Regions from separate parts of the Sus scrofa genome. Here region 2 is linked to region 1. The links are chromatin contacts, called in public Hi-C maps. All regions are on one chromosome and are shown on one strand. Each heading gives the region's core, a stretch centred on a gene start, on an enhancer-like site or on the middle of the called end of the contact. The rest is flanking DNA. Distances are from core to core; before and after follow the strand shown.

What was found. Hi-C and Micro-C count contacts between places; a contact is called where the count stands out from the background.
Region 2: a Hi-C map of liver shows a contact between it and region 1, with 8 times the contacts expected there. The contact joins two enhancer-like sites. A contact is called at or near these places in 1 of 5 promoter capture datasets (liver) and 13 of 47 Hi-C or Micro-C datasets (brain, embryonic fibroblasts, fetal heart ventricle and 6 more).

The regions. Positions count from the first base shown.
Region 1 is chr6:81,077,558-81,084,207 of Sscrofa11.1, reverse strand. All of the region lies in intron 1 of LUZP1 (leucine zipper protein 1), which reads left to right. Among named protein-coding and RNA genes, the nearest start is that of HTR1D, 11 kb to the left of the region's middle. Within about 2 kb of position 3,622, at least 5 of the 83 cell types and tissues checked have an H3K27ac peak or open chromatin away from gene starts, as enhancers often do. A contact at or near this core is called in liver, where this site is marked.
Region 2 is chr6:81,165,184-81,171,622 of Sscrofa11.1, reverse strand. No RefSeq gene overlaps it. Among named protein-coding and RNA genes, the nearest start is that of LUZP1, 56 kb to the right of the region's middle. Within about 2 kb of position 3,787, at least 2 of the 83 cell types and tissues checked have an H3K27ac peak or open chromatin away from gene starts, as enhancers often do. A contact at or near this core is called in liver, where this site is marked.

The DNA of each region.
Region 1 (6,650 bases), core at 2,373-4,872:
TTGGTGACAGGAAGATCAGTGCCCATGAGATGCCCAGGTCATCTTGGTCAGCTTTGACTGTTGCTCCCACTGGGCCCAAATCTGATTTCTAGTAGCTTCCACCTGCATCCCTATCCTGCCTTTCTGAAATCTGGAGACCAGGGCTGTATCTCCTCAGGTTAATCAGCCTCCTGCCTCGTCAGAACTTAACATAACCTGGGAAACAATTGGCCCATTCCACACTCGTAGTCAAAATAAAAGGGCTGGGGAGTTCCCATCGTGGAGCAGCGGAAACGAATCCAACTAGGAACCATGAGGTTGCGGGTTTGATCCCTGGCCTCACTCAGTGGGTTAAGGATCTGGCATTGCTGTGAGCTGTGGTGTAGGTTGAAGACACAGCTCAGATCTGGTGTGGCTGTGACTCTGGCGTAGGCTGGCAGCAACAGATTCTATTGGACCCCTAGCCTGGGAAACTCCATATGCCATAGGTTCGGCCCTAAAGAGACAAAGACAAAAATAAATAAATAAATAAATAAAAGTCCAAGTCTTGCACACACCTAGTGCTTTTCAGCTGGCTACTCTCTCCCTCTTCCTGACTCCTGATTCTATCTCTGTACAGTTGGGCCCAAGGGGAGGACTTTTCATTGATCCATGTTACATTTCTTCTTGTAGATTCCTACACACCGTTCTGAAGATTAAGTGGGTTTTGAATCCTGATTCTGTCAGCCTCTACATGTGCTGTCTCTCCCAGCTCTGCAGGTCCTTGTAGTAAAGTTTTCTCAAATGTTGAAGAACTATCTACTGGGGACGGGGTTGGGTCCCTTGAATGACCATCTCCAAGCTAGCACTGCTAAATGTAATAAGGATACCTCTTCTGGGAGTTCCCTTGTGGTGCAGTGGGTTAAGGATCTGGTATTGTCATCTGCTGTGGTGCAGGTCCAATCCCAGCCTGGGAATTTTCGCATGCTGTAGGCACAGCCAAAAGAAAAAAGAAGGGGGGAGTTTGCCTCTTCTGGTGAAGGAATTGGTACTCCAGAAGAATAGAACAAATAGAATGTACATTCATATAGGAGATTTATTTCAATGAATTGACTTGGGCAATTGTAGAGGCTTGATGGATCCAAAACCAACAGGCTAAAGATTCAGATAAAGGAGTTGCACCTTGAGTCCAAAGGCAGTCTGCAATCAAAGAGCCAATGTTGCTGATGAAGTCCAAAGGCCATCTTCTGGAGAAGTCCCTCTTTCTTGGGGAGGTCAGCCATTTTGTTCTATTCAGACCTTCAACTGATTGGATGAGGCCCACCCATATTCTGGAGGGCAATCTGCTTTACTCAAAGTCCACTGGCATAGGGAGTTCCTGTCATGGCCTGGTGATAATGAACCCGACTAGTATTCATGAGATTACAGTTTCGATTCCTGGCCTTGGTCAGTGGGTTAAGGATCTGGCTTTGCTGGGAGCTGTGTAGATCACAGATGTGGCTTGGATCTTGTGTTGCTGTGGCTGTGGTGTAGGCTGGCAGCTACTGCTCTGATTCTACCCCTAGTCTGGAAACCTCCATATGCTGCAGATATAACCTAAAAAGACAAAAAAAAAAAAAAAAAAAAAAAGTCCGCTGGTGTAGAGGTCCATCTTGGAGTTCCCACTGTGGCTCAGTGGAAATGAATCTGATTAGCATCCATGAGGACACAGGTTTGATTCCTGGCCTCGCTCGGTGGGTTAAGGATCTGACCTTGCCATGTAAGTCACAGACATGGCTTGGATCTGGCATTGCTGTGGCTGTAGTGTAGGCCAGCAGCTGTAGCTCCCATTCACCCCTTAGCTTGGGAACCTCCATATGCTGTGGGTGTGGCCCTAAAAGACAAAAATAAAAATTAAAAAATAAAATAAATGTCCATTCTATCCAAAAACACCCTCATAGGAACGTCCAGAATAATATTTGACCAAATATCTGGGCATTGTGGCCCTGACAAATTGACACGTAAAATTAACCACCCTCCTCCCCCTTGCTTCCATCACCAGGTTCCCTGACAGCACGTCACTCTGACCTTTGATCTCTCATCAGACGATGAGCCCCACAGGGACTCTCACTGATCTTTGTCCTTGTAGTACCTGGCCCATAGCCAGCGCTCAATTAATGATAAAAACAGCTAGCATTTATTGAGCTCTTACTGTGTACCCAGGTACTGCCCTAAGTATTTTATGAGTATTAACTCATTTAACCCATGTGAAGTTGATCCCTTTATTATCTTCCAAGTAAAATACTGGAAGTGCCAAGAAGTTAAATAAGTTGCCCAGTGTCAGACTGCTAGCAAGTGGTGGAGCCAGAATTCAAGCCCTACAATTGTACCCCAGAATCTACACTCTTAACCCCCATGGATGTGGCCGAGGCCAAATGGTTTGTGACAGTGAGGGAAAAACACAGGTTTAGAAATCAGACAACCCTTGCTACCCCTGCCAGCTCTTCCATTTACGTGTTTAATGTCTCTCTGTGCCTCAGTTTGCTCCTCTGTATAGCATGGATAATAATATCAGTCTTTTTGGAGGCAGTGAAGGAGAAAAATATACCTTTATTGCTTTGCCAGGCAAAGGGGGCCACAGCAGGCTAATGCCTTAAAGACTGTGTCCGAATATCAGCCTTATAGGATTGTTGAGACCTGGCCCTGTGCCCAGGATTGTAGCATTCAAAATCAGAGAGTTTTTTTTTTTTTTTCTCTTTTTTGGCCACACCCATGGTATATGGAAGTTCCTGGGCCAGGGATTGAATCCAAGCTGCAGCTGCGACCTATGCCACAGCTGCTATAATGCCGAATTCTTAATCCACTGTACCGGGCCAGGGATCGAACCCACGCTGCTGCAGTGACTCAAGCCACCACAGAGATGATGCCAGATACTCAACCCACTGTACTGCAGCAGAAACTCAAAGCAAGGAGAGTATTGATTGAACCCAGGCCATGGTTCATTCATGAGGAATTTTTGTTGAGCACCTACTATGTTTCAGGTGTTTTACAAACATTTTCTTAATTAATCTTTGTATCAGCCATGGAAGGAGTCCATGTCCTTACCCCCTTTTACAGACGGGGAAGTAGAGCTCAGAGGACTTGTGAGTCACATAACCAGGTGGAGATTTGTCCCATTGTCCCCGGATACTGCAGAGCTAGTGCTCTTTTCTCTGTTCCAGTGATCACAAACTCAAGGGACTGTATGGGCCATTCATAAGTGAGTGAAGCTGACTGGGTGGGATACAGTTGGGAGATGTGGAGACTCTGGTGACCAGAGCTCCTATGCCCTAACTAAAGGTGGCAGCCACTAGTTCGCTCCAACGGACTCGTGTTATACGGAAATGTGCCTCCTCTGCTGCCTTTGAAGAGAGTAGGAATTCGGATTTCCTGTGCAATCCCTTTATTTTTAAATGTTGAAAACTAATTCAAAAAACAAACCACTGTGCAACTATGCAGACCGCAAAACAAGCCTGTGAGCTAGATCTGGCCCCTAGGCCACCATTTGGCAACCTCGGAACCTCCCCAGGCTATTGGCTAATTTCTGTACCTGTTCTGCAGTTGGATCCTCCACAGAGCTCACAGTTTATCTGGGGAGCAAAGTGCACAAGCAGATTAGAAAGCCAGACAGCCTGTCCACCACTGTCCTGTCCTGTACCCCAGCCTTAGCTCCACCCCCACAACTTCCTCAGGTGCCATCCTAGCCACCTTCCTGTCACAGGAAGGACTGACTTGCAGAGGAGAGGAAGGGACAGTGTCCTGTTTACACAGCCCCTGGCAAGGAGCAGATGCAAGCAATTCTCTGCATCTGGGAGTTTTAGGATCATGCATTTACCTGCTCTTCCAGGGCCTCTTGCATTGGTTCCCAAGGGTGGGAGCAGGGATTCCACCTGGAGAATATCGACTGGAAGGGACAACCCCAGTCAGATCACTAACATCAGAGCAGCAGTTCACCTTTTGGTTGTTTTACTTCCTTGATCCCCCAACAACTTGGTGAAATGGGACCTACTTATTCCCATTTTGCAGGTAGGGAGACTGAAGCTCAAAATGGATAAGTAATTTGTAGAGTTCCCATTGTGGTCCAGTGGAAACAATCCAACTAGGAACCATGAGGTTGCGGGTTTGATCCCTGGCCTTGCTCAGTGGGTTAAGGATCTAGCATTGCTGTGGCTGTGGTGTAGGTCGGCAGCTGTAGCTCCAATTCAACCCCTAGCCTGGGAACCTCCATATGCCTCAGGTGTGGCCCTAAAAAGAAAGAAAGAAAGAAAAAAAAGGTTAAGTAATCTGCACAGCAATTAAGTTGCAAAGCCAGGATACACTTCTAGTCAATGTGACCAAGAGCCAGTACTGCTGGCTACCAGCCTAAACCACTTCCCCAGCCACAGTCCCACTAACTGCTTGACTCCTTCCCATTCCTACCAAGTTATCTTTACAAAGAAAAAAAAAATGTAGGGAGTTCCCTTGTGGCACAACAGGTTAAGAATCCAGCATTGTCATTGCTTGGGTCGCTGCTGTGGCATGGGTTCAGTCCCTGTCCTGGGAACTTCCACATGCTGAGGGCGCAGCCAAAAGAATGTTTTGTATCATTCCATTGTCGTAACAGTGCTGCGTTCTCTGAATTATACCCATTTCATACTTGAGAGAATCAAGGTTTAACATGGTGAAGGAATTTGCCCAAGGTTACAAAACTAGTTAGGGACAGATTGAGATTCAAATTCAAGTCTGTTCTTTAACTAGCTCAGACTGAAAACGTCTTTTAGTTTTGTTTTATGCAGAGAAATATCTGTCCCCTTGAAGTAGCAGTCCTAATTCCTATTCCTCCCAGTTTTTTCCCCCAGACACCCTTTCAGATATTTGAAGGAAGACACATGTACCCCCTTAAGTCTTTTTATTTTTTTTTATTAAACTATAGTTGATTTACAATGTTGTGCCAATTTCTGCTGTACCGTTGAGTCTTATTAATGCCAGAGTTAATATTCTGGCTCCTCCAACTGTTTCCCCATAAAATGTGATTTGTGGTCCCCCTTTCAGTTATTATTTTGTTCATTGTCCTATGGATGAGTTACACTTTCTCATGTGCCTTTCAAAGTTCTGATCCCAAATAGAACACAGGACTCCAAACAAGGGCAGAAGGACTATCACCTCCTTTATTGTACATACAGTGCTTCTATTAATGTGGCCCCAAACCCAGTAAAGCATCTACATCTAAAGCACTGCCCTATGCACTTGTGATAGAGAACGAACAAGGCAGCACTTCCCTGCTCTTCTGGAATTTACATTCTTCCCACTGAATTAAGGAAGGACATAGAGTCCCAGGTCACATAGTAAACTTTATTTTATTGTATTTTTTGCTTTTTAGGGCTGCGCTTGTGGCATATGGAAGTTTCCAGGCTAGGGGTTGAATCAGAACTACAGCTGCTGGCCTAGCCACAGCCACAGCAAGGTGGGATCCGAGCCACGTCTGCAACCTACACCACAGCTCATGGCAATGCCACATCCTTAACCCAATGATCGAGGTACCAACAAACCCATATCCTCATGGATCCTAGTTGGGTTCCTTAATCGCTGAGCCATGAAGGGAACTCCTCCAGGCCCTTTCTTACAGATGAGAAACCTAAGCCCAGAGAAGGGCAGTGACAGACGCAATATTCCACAGTGAGACAGAATCAACTTCTGCCTTTCTCAGAACCTCGGGTGCAGGTGAGCCCTGGGGTCTTAGAGGGGAATGTAGATTGAGATGAAAATGCCACCCTGGAGAATTTAGCAAAGGGAGTCCAACCTCAGGCCTTCCTCAGACCAGTGGGCAGAAATTCCAGTCTATTCTAGGTATGACCACCAGGTGGCGGAGGGGCACCAGCGAAAAGAGCAGAAATCAAAGGTGGGTGGGCACCTTCCTCATTCAGAGCAATTTTCCTTAGCCAGTGGGAATGGTGAGGTGGAAAAACAGCTTTCTCTGGGACAGCACTTGGGCAACTGTATACATTTAATACATATGCAGGAGTTCCTGCTGTGGCACGGCAAAAACGAATCCAGCTGGTATCCATGAAGATGTGTGTCCAATCCCCAGCATTTCTCAGTAGGTCGGGGATCTGGCGTTGCTATGAGCTGTAGTGTAGGCTGACAGCTGTAGCTCCAATTAGACCCCTAGCCTGGGAACTTCCAGTGCCTCGGTTGTGGCACACCTTGTTGGAAATCTAGCTCCTTTTTGCCACTTTATCATGTCACCTCCCTGACACCTAGCCTCTGACACAAAGAATGGATGTAAGATAAGATCTCATCTCCCAGGACTCTACACAGAGCCTGCGCTGCTAGTGCTCTCTTCCTGAGTGGTCCCTTTTCCAAGTGGATGGTGATCAGCTCCCCCTCTGGCAGAGACAGCTGGGTGACAGGACAGGGAGATGGTGAGATTAAGAGAATCTGACAGCCCTCACAGCCCAATTTAGGCCTGACAGCTCTTTCACTGCACATCACACAGGGAAGTGTATGTGCAAAGGCTCTGGGGCTGGGAACTTTGACTATTTGGGGCTATGGGGGCCAAGGATGCCTAAGAACAAAGAGAGGGTTGGAACAGGCTGGGCTTTGAAGTCTACACCAAATGATTGACTTTGAACACACAGTGCTGGGTACCTAGGCAGCACCCAACACATGAAAGCCGAAGGAGGAGCTTCTGATTC
Region 2 (6,439 bases), core at 2,538-5,037, 87 kb before region 1:
AGGATTTTCCACATTTTTTTGATGAGTGCCAGGATCTAGCATTTTATTTTTATTTATTTATTTATTTATTTTTGTCTTTTTGCCTTTTCTAGGGCCACTCCCACGGCATATGGAGATTCCCAGGCTAGGGGTCTAATCGGAGCTGTAGCCACCAGCCTACGCCAGAGCCACAGCAACACGGGATCTGAGCTGCGTCTGCCACCTACACCACAGCTCACGGCAACGCTGAATCCTTAACCCACTGAGCAAGGGCAGGGATCGAACCCGCAACCTCATGGATCCTAGTCGGGCTCATTAACCACTGCGCCATGACGGGAACTCCCAGAATTTAGCATTTTAAAACAAATCATGTCATACAGTTAAACTGGGTCAAGAATTCAGCAATGACTTAGCTCAGTGATCTGGCTCAGGTCTCTCAGGAGGTTGTGGTCATCTGGAGGCTTGACTGAAGTTGGAGGATTTGGTTCCAGTGTGACTTTCACATGCCTGGCAATTAGTGCTGATTGTTGGCAGGAAACTACAGTTCTTAGCCAAGTGGACCTCTTCATTGGACTGATTTGAATGTTTTCTTTCCTAACATGCACCTAGCTCCTCAACCCCCAAGGGAATAATGTAACAAGGCTCCATCGTTTCCGCAATATCCCATTAATCACACAGATCAACCCCATTCAGTGGGAGGAGACCACACAAAGCAAGACTACCAGGAAGTGAGACTGACTCTTTGGGGCCATCGTGGGGGCTGGGGATGAATTTGGGCCAATTGCTGTCCTATTAAACCGTGATTATAAAAGCTGGCCCTTGACATGTAAATTTAGAAATGTTTGTTTATAATTCCTGATAGATTTTAGTTACCTGCAGTGATTCCTCCAAAAGTATTTTGACCTAAATATGACTAAATTGGCATTTTCTAAGTTTTGTAGACTACATGATTACTAAACTGAGGTGAGTTTTAATATAAGGTGCTTGGAAGTATTTGCTCTACTGAACTGACAAGAAGAATGAGAATTCTCTTCCTTCTTCTTTGAGCTTATTTGATAAGGTAAAGGCAGGAATTAGGGACTGACTTGGAGGCAGGGGAAGGAAGGGTTGGGTGTGACCACTAGAGTTCTAGTTGGATTATCTAGTAAGTAGTAGCTAATCTCTGCAGGAGCAGACCTGGGCTCGAGAGGGGTGACTAAGGAATTTGAAAACAATTAGATTGATATGTCTAGAGATGCCAGAAACTTACATTTGGATCTGTCCATCTGCATGTAGTCTGAAGTTCAAGTGAGAGATTAAGGCTGTAGATAAACCTCCAGGAGAATTGGGAAAAAGGAGCATCACCAAACCCAAGAAAGAGGACCTTCAAGGAAGGGAATGCTCAACAGCACCAAATACAGCAGAGTGTGAGAAAGATGGTTGAGTTGTGTCCGTAGAAAACGGCAGTCTGGGAGTTCTGTCATGGCGCAGTGGTTAACGAACCTGACTAGTCTCCATGAGGACTCAGGTTCAATCCCTGGCATTGCTCAGTGGGTTAAGGATCCAGCATTGTCATGAGCTGTGGTGCAGGTCACAGACACAGCTCAGATCCTGCACTGCTGTAGCTGTGGCATAGGCTCGAAGCTACAGGTCCAATTCCACCTCTAGCCTGGAAACCTCCATAGGCTGCAGAAGCAGCCTGAAAAAAAAGAGAAAAGAAATTGGCAGTCTAATGCTAGAGGAACACAGAGAGGATGGGAAGGGAGGCAAATTGCTATTGCTTTGAGGAATAAGTGGGAGGTGAGAAAATGGTGTGGTGGAGACTACTCTTAAGCTTGCTGAGAGAGGAAAACAACCAGAGGGAATGGAGGAGGAAGCACCACCCCCTTTTTTTAAGGTTGAAAGGCCCAGTTGAAAACAGGAAGGTTAAAAATAAAGAGAGGGAAGGATGACTGTGATGCCAAGGCCCCAGGGAAGATGAGAGTGAGTGGAAGGTCCTGACGGACAAAAAGAAAATCTCATCCTGTGAGACCAGAGGCAAGAATACATATATTTGGAAGGTAAGAAGAAATTTTCAGAAATTAGGGTTTCACTTTGTCTTAAAAGTTCACAAAGGAGTTCCTGTTGTGGCACAGCAAGTTAAGAACCTGACATAGTGTCCGTGAGGATGCGAATTCAATCCCTGGCCTCTCTCAGTGGGTTCAATCCCCAGCGTTGCTGTGAGCTGTAGCATAGATCGCAGATGCGGCGCAGATAAAGTGTTGCTATACCTGTGGTGTGTTGCTAAGCCAACACCTACAGCTCCAATTCAGCCCCTAGCCTGTAAATGTCCATATGCCATAGGTGCAGCCCTAAAAAGAAAAAAAAAAAATTTCATGAGAAGAAGAGTGCAGTGTTGGTGGTTGGTATCTGTGTTCGGAAGCCCTGTAATGGTTCTGCAGACGATTAATGTCTTCGGCTCTTCAGACTGAGCAGTTGTGAGGCCCCGGGCATGCCCTTTAACCTCTCTAGACCTCAGAGTTCTCATCTCTTAAAAGGGTGCACTAGGTGCCTTCTGCTTTGTGTTACTATGACTAGTCAACTAAGCCACATTTCCCAGTGAATATGCTGCAGGCATTCAATTTAGCTCACTGATTTAACTTCTTTTAAGTATGTTTCACTTATATCTTTAAATAGCTAGTATCCATTATGCCTTAATATGCCATGTATGCATTTTGTAAGCTATACTAACTTTCAGCTCTGCTGTGTGACTAGACAAATTGCTTAACCTGTCTGAGTCTCTGGTGTCTCCTATGTTAAATGTGAAAGGGCTAATACCTACCTTCTTTCATCCTCACAACTGGTCTGTTATGTATGTAGGATACCTACTTACCCACGGTTCTAGAAATACTGCAGGGATTCAATAAATGGCAAGCCCAGAATCCTGTATTCAACATCTTTGTGGACAGATGTATTCAAGAATTAAGACATTTTCAGATTTTAAGAAGTTATGCTGGGGCATAGGTACTTACGTTGTACGTTGTGTTATCTCAAAACAGAGCCTGGGGCAGCATCCATAGTTAACCATTAACATTTCTGCAGGAAACACATAAGTAAAAACTACAATTTGTCTTTTGTCAGTTCAGGTTTTGCCTCCAAATTAATTTTATACCAAACTTAGAAAAATTCTTTCAGTTGTTGTAACTGTGTTTTGGTAGGGTTATGGACCTCTACCAATCAATCAGCATGTATTTCTTAAGCCCTACTCTGACCAGCTCAGTACTGCACTGTGTGTAGTACAAAGAATAAGCCCTGGTGCCTGTCCTCCCTCTGCTCTTTGCAGTTTGGACATATCTAAAACCCCTCATGAGGCATAGAGTGGCAAGGGGAACATGGGATAACCTGGTAGACAACTGGGCAAAAGATGATCAATCAGCACACCTTCAAGAGGATATTCTGGTGAAAACATGCAAAAGTGCTCAACCTCAGTAATCAGTCTGACAAGGGCAAGTGTTGGTGAGGACATGGAGCAATGAGAACTCTCATACGCTGCTGGTGGCAGAGTAAATTAGAACAACCACTTGATTGTTCTTTGTCTTACCCAGTAAATTTTAAGATACATACGCACATACTCCATGATACACTCTTGCCTCTCCTCAAAGTTATACCCTAGAGAAACTCATATACACACATGCCAGGATCCATATACAGGAATTGTCAAACAAAACAAAACAAAACAAAAAAAAGAAGACTTGTAGAGTTTTGTTTCTTGCTTTGCATGGTGATTCCATGGGTGTTTGCTTTATAGTTATTCATTAATTTCTGTGTTTAATGTATTTGTATTGGCATCATGATTCACAATCAGAAAGTTTTTTCTAGAGTTCCTGCCTTTGGCACAGTGGGTTAAGGATCCAAATGCAGCAGGGTGGGTCGAGGCAAAGACATGAGTTCGATCCCTGGTGCAGTGCAGTGGGTTAAGGACCTGGCATTGCCACAGCTGTGGTGTAGATTGAAGCTGCAGCTCAGAGTCTGTCCCTGGCCTGGGAACTTGCATATGCTGCAGGTATGGATGAAAAAGAAAAATAGTTTTGTTTTTAAATGTGTGGGCTTTGGAGCCAGATCTATATCTATAAATTTACTATTTTGTGATCTTGAGCAAAGTAGTCTTTGCAGTGTTGTTTCTACCCTAACTCCCTTCTGATAGCTGCTGCTATAACTCTTCAAAGAGAGCTGAAGCAGAGTACTCTCTGTTGGGGAAGAAGGGAGAAAAGTTAAGCTTGGGCTGGGCTTCAAATCCCAGAGATGGGTGTTACTAGAAGGCATGAGATTTAAGATCCCAGAACAACTCTATGAAGTAGGGTAGCCAGATGATACCTGAACAAAGCAGGCTCAAAGGGAGTGATTTCCCCAAATCACATAATTAATAAGCTGACAGCAGATATCAGAACCCAAGCCTTCACATTTAATGTGTCATTCCTCTTGTGGGCATTCTTATTTTAATTAGAATACTTTGGAGAATCTTGCAGACCCTAAGAAAGGAATTGTTTAAAGGTGGGATTTCCCATGACATGACCAAGGTGGCCGCAATCTTTTTTTTTTTTTTTTTTTTTTGTCCTTTCTAGGGCTGCACCCACAGCATATAGAGGTTCCCAGGCTAGGGGTCTAATCAGAGCTGTAGCTGCCGGCCTACAGCACAGCCACAGCAATTTGGGATCCGAGCCACATCTGCAAGCTACACCACAGCTCATGGCAATGTCAGATCCTTAACCCACTGAGCGAGGCCAGGGATGGAACTTGTAACCTCATGGTTACAAGTTGGATTCGTTAACCACTGAACCACAATTATCTTAAATATATGGAAGACAGTTTGGTCTCTGGGCATCTTCCCACTCTCCTATCCCTTGGCCCCCAGCTTTATTGAGATGCAGTGGACATATAACACTGTGTAAATTTAAAGTGTACCATGTCTTTTTTGGGAGGGAGGGGGCTATTTAGGGGCACACCCAAGGCATATGGAAGTTCCAGGCTAGGGGTTGAATCAGAACTACAGCTGCTGGCCTATACCACAGCAATGCAGGATTCGAGGCACATCTGCGACCTACACCACAGCTCCTAGCAATACTGGATCCACTGACTGAGGCCAGAGATTGAACCCACATCCTCATGGGTACTTGGATTTGTTTCCGCTTGCGCCATGTGGGGAACTCCAAGGTGTATAATGTCTTGATTTGATACCCCTACATACTTCAGAATAATTACCACCACAGTATTAGCTAACACTTCCATCTCATCACTTAATTACCATTTCGTGGGCCTCTTGATAATGAGCAAGTCCTCTTGAGAAATTATGTAAAAACATGCTAGAAACACAAGGGATGTAAAGAAGTAGAAATGTAGTGACAGATTCTGCCTCCAAGTCCTGTGCTCTTTCTATTATTCCAGAGGTTTGTTATATATGTTTACTGAGTAAATAAAAACAAAGGAAAAAATAAAGACATGTCTGCAGTCTTCCCCAAAAGGAAAAGAGGTGGTAGGAAAGATATTAAGTTAGACTATTCTCCACTCTGTCCACTAGGTGGCACTATTTCCACAGTTAATCTGTTTTACTTTGTAGAGGCGTCTTGTGTATGAAACTGTTGGCAGCTTACAGAAATTTTTCTTTAAATATCAAAGCTTTTAAGTTTTTTTTTTTATCTTGACACTCACTATTTTGAACTCTATATGTAAAGGAATGAGCATCAGCTTTGAAGAAGTCTTAACGACTGTATAATCCACTAGCCCTAGGACTTGAATAGGCCCTAACATTGAAAAGTTAGCTTCAATAGCTCAAGTTAATAGCTTCCCTTTATGGGATATTGGACTTCCTGTCTAAAAAACACTGGTTTAATTCTACCCCACTCTTTATAGATGCTTATCTTATTTTACATAAACATTGGTTAGGATAACAACAGCCAATTTCAAAATATCAAAAGACATTAGTGATTTGGTGTTTTTCAAAAATTCCTTTGGGTTACTTTTGACACCAAGATATATTTCAAGAATTTCAACCCCATTCAGTCAAAATCTGCCTCAGTCAGTTCTCAAGGACAGAGGTAAGAAAGGGTATCAGGAAGGACACTGAAGATATCCTGTCTCTCTTTTCACTTTTTATCTCTTTTTCTCCTTTCCTGACAAACTATCTTTTTTCTCACAAATTTTTTTCTTCTCTGTTCTTATAATGGTATATGTATTTAAGTTTATTCCAAAATTATTATGAAAATTTCAGATTTAGGGAAATGTTGAAAGAATTCACAGGACTACCCCTATACCAACCACCAGGATTCTATAATTATTTTAGTGTGGTTTCTTTTTTTTTTTTTTTTTTGTCTTTTTTTGTTGTTGTTGTTGTTGTTGCTATTTCTTGGGCCGCTCCCGAGGCATATGGAGGTTCCCAGGCTAGGGGTCAAATCGGAGCTGTAGCCACTGGCCTACACCTGAGCCACAGCAACGCGTGATCCGAGCC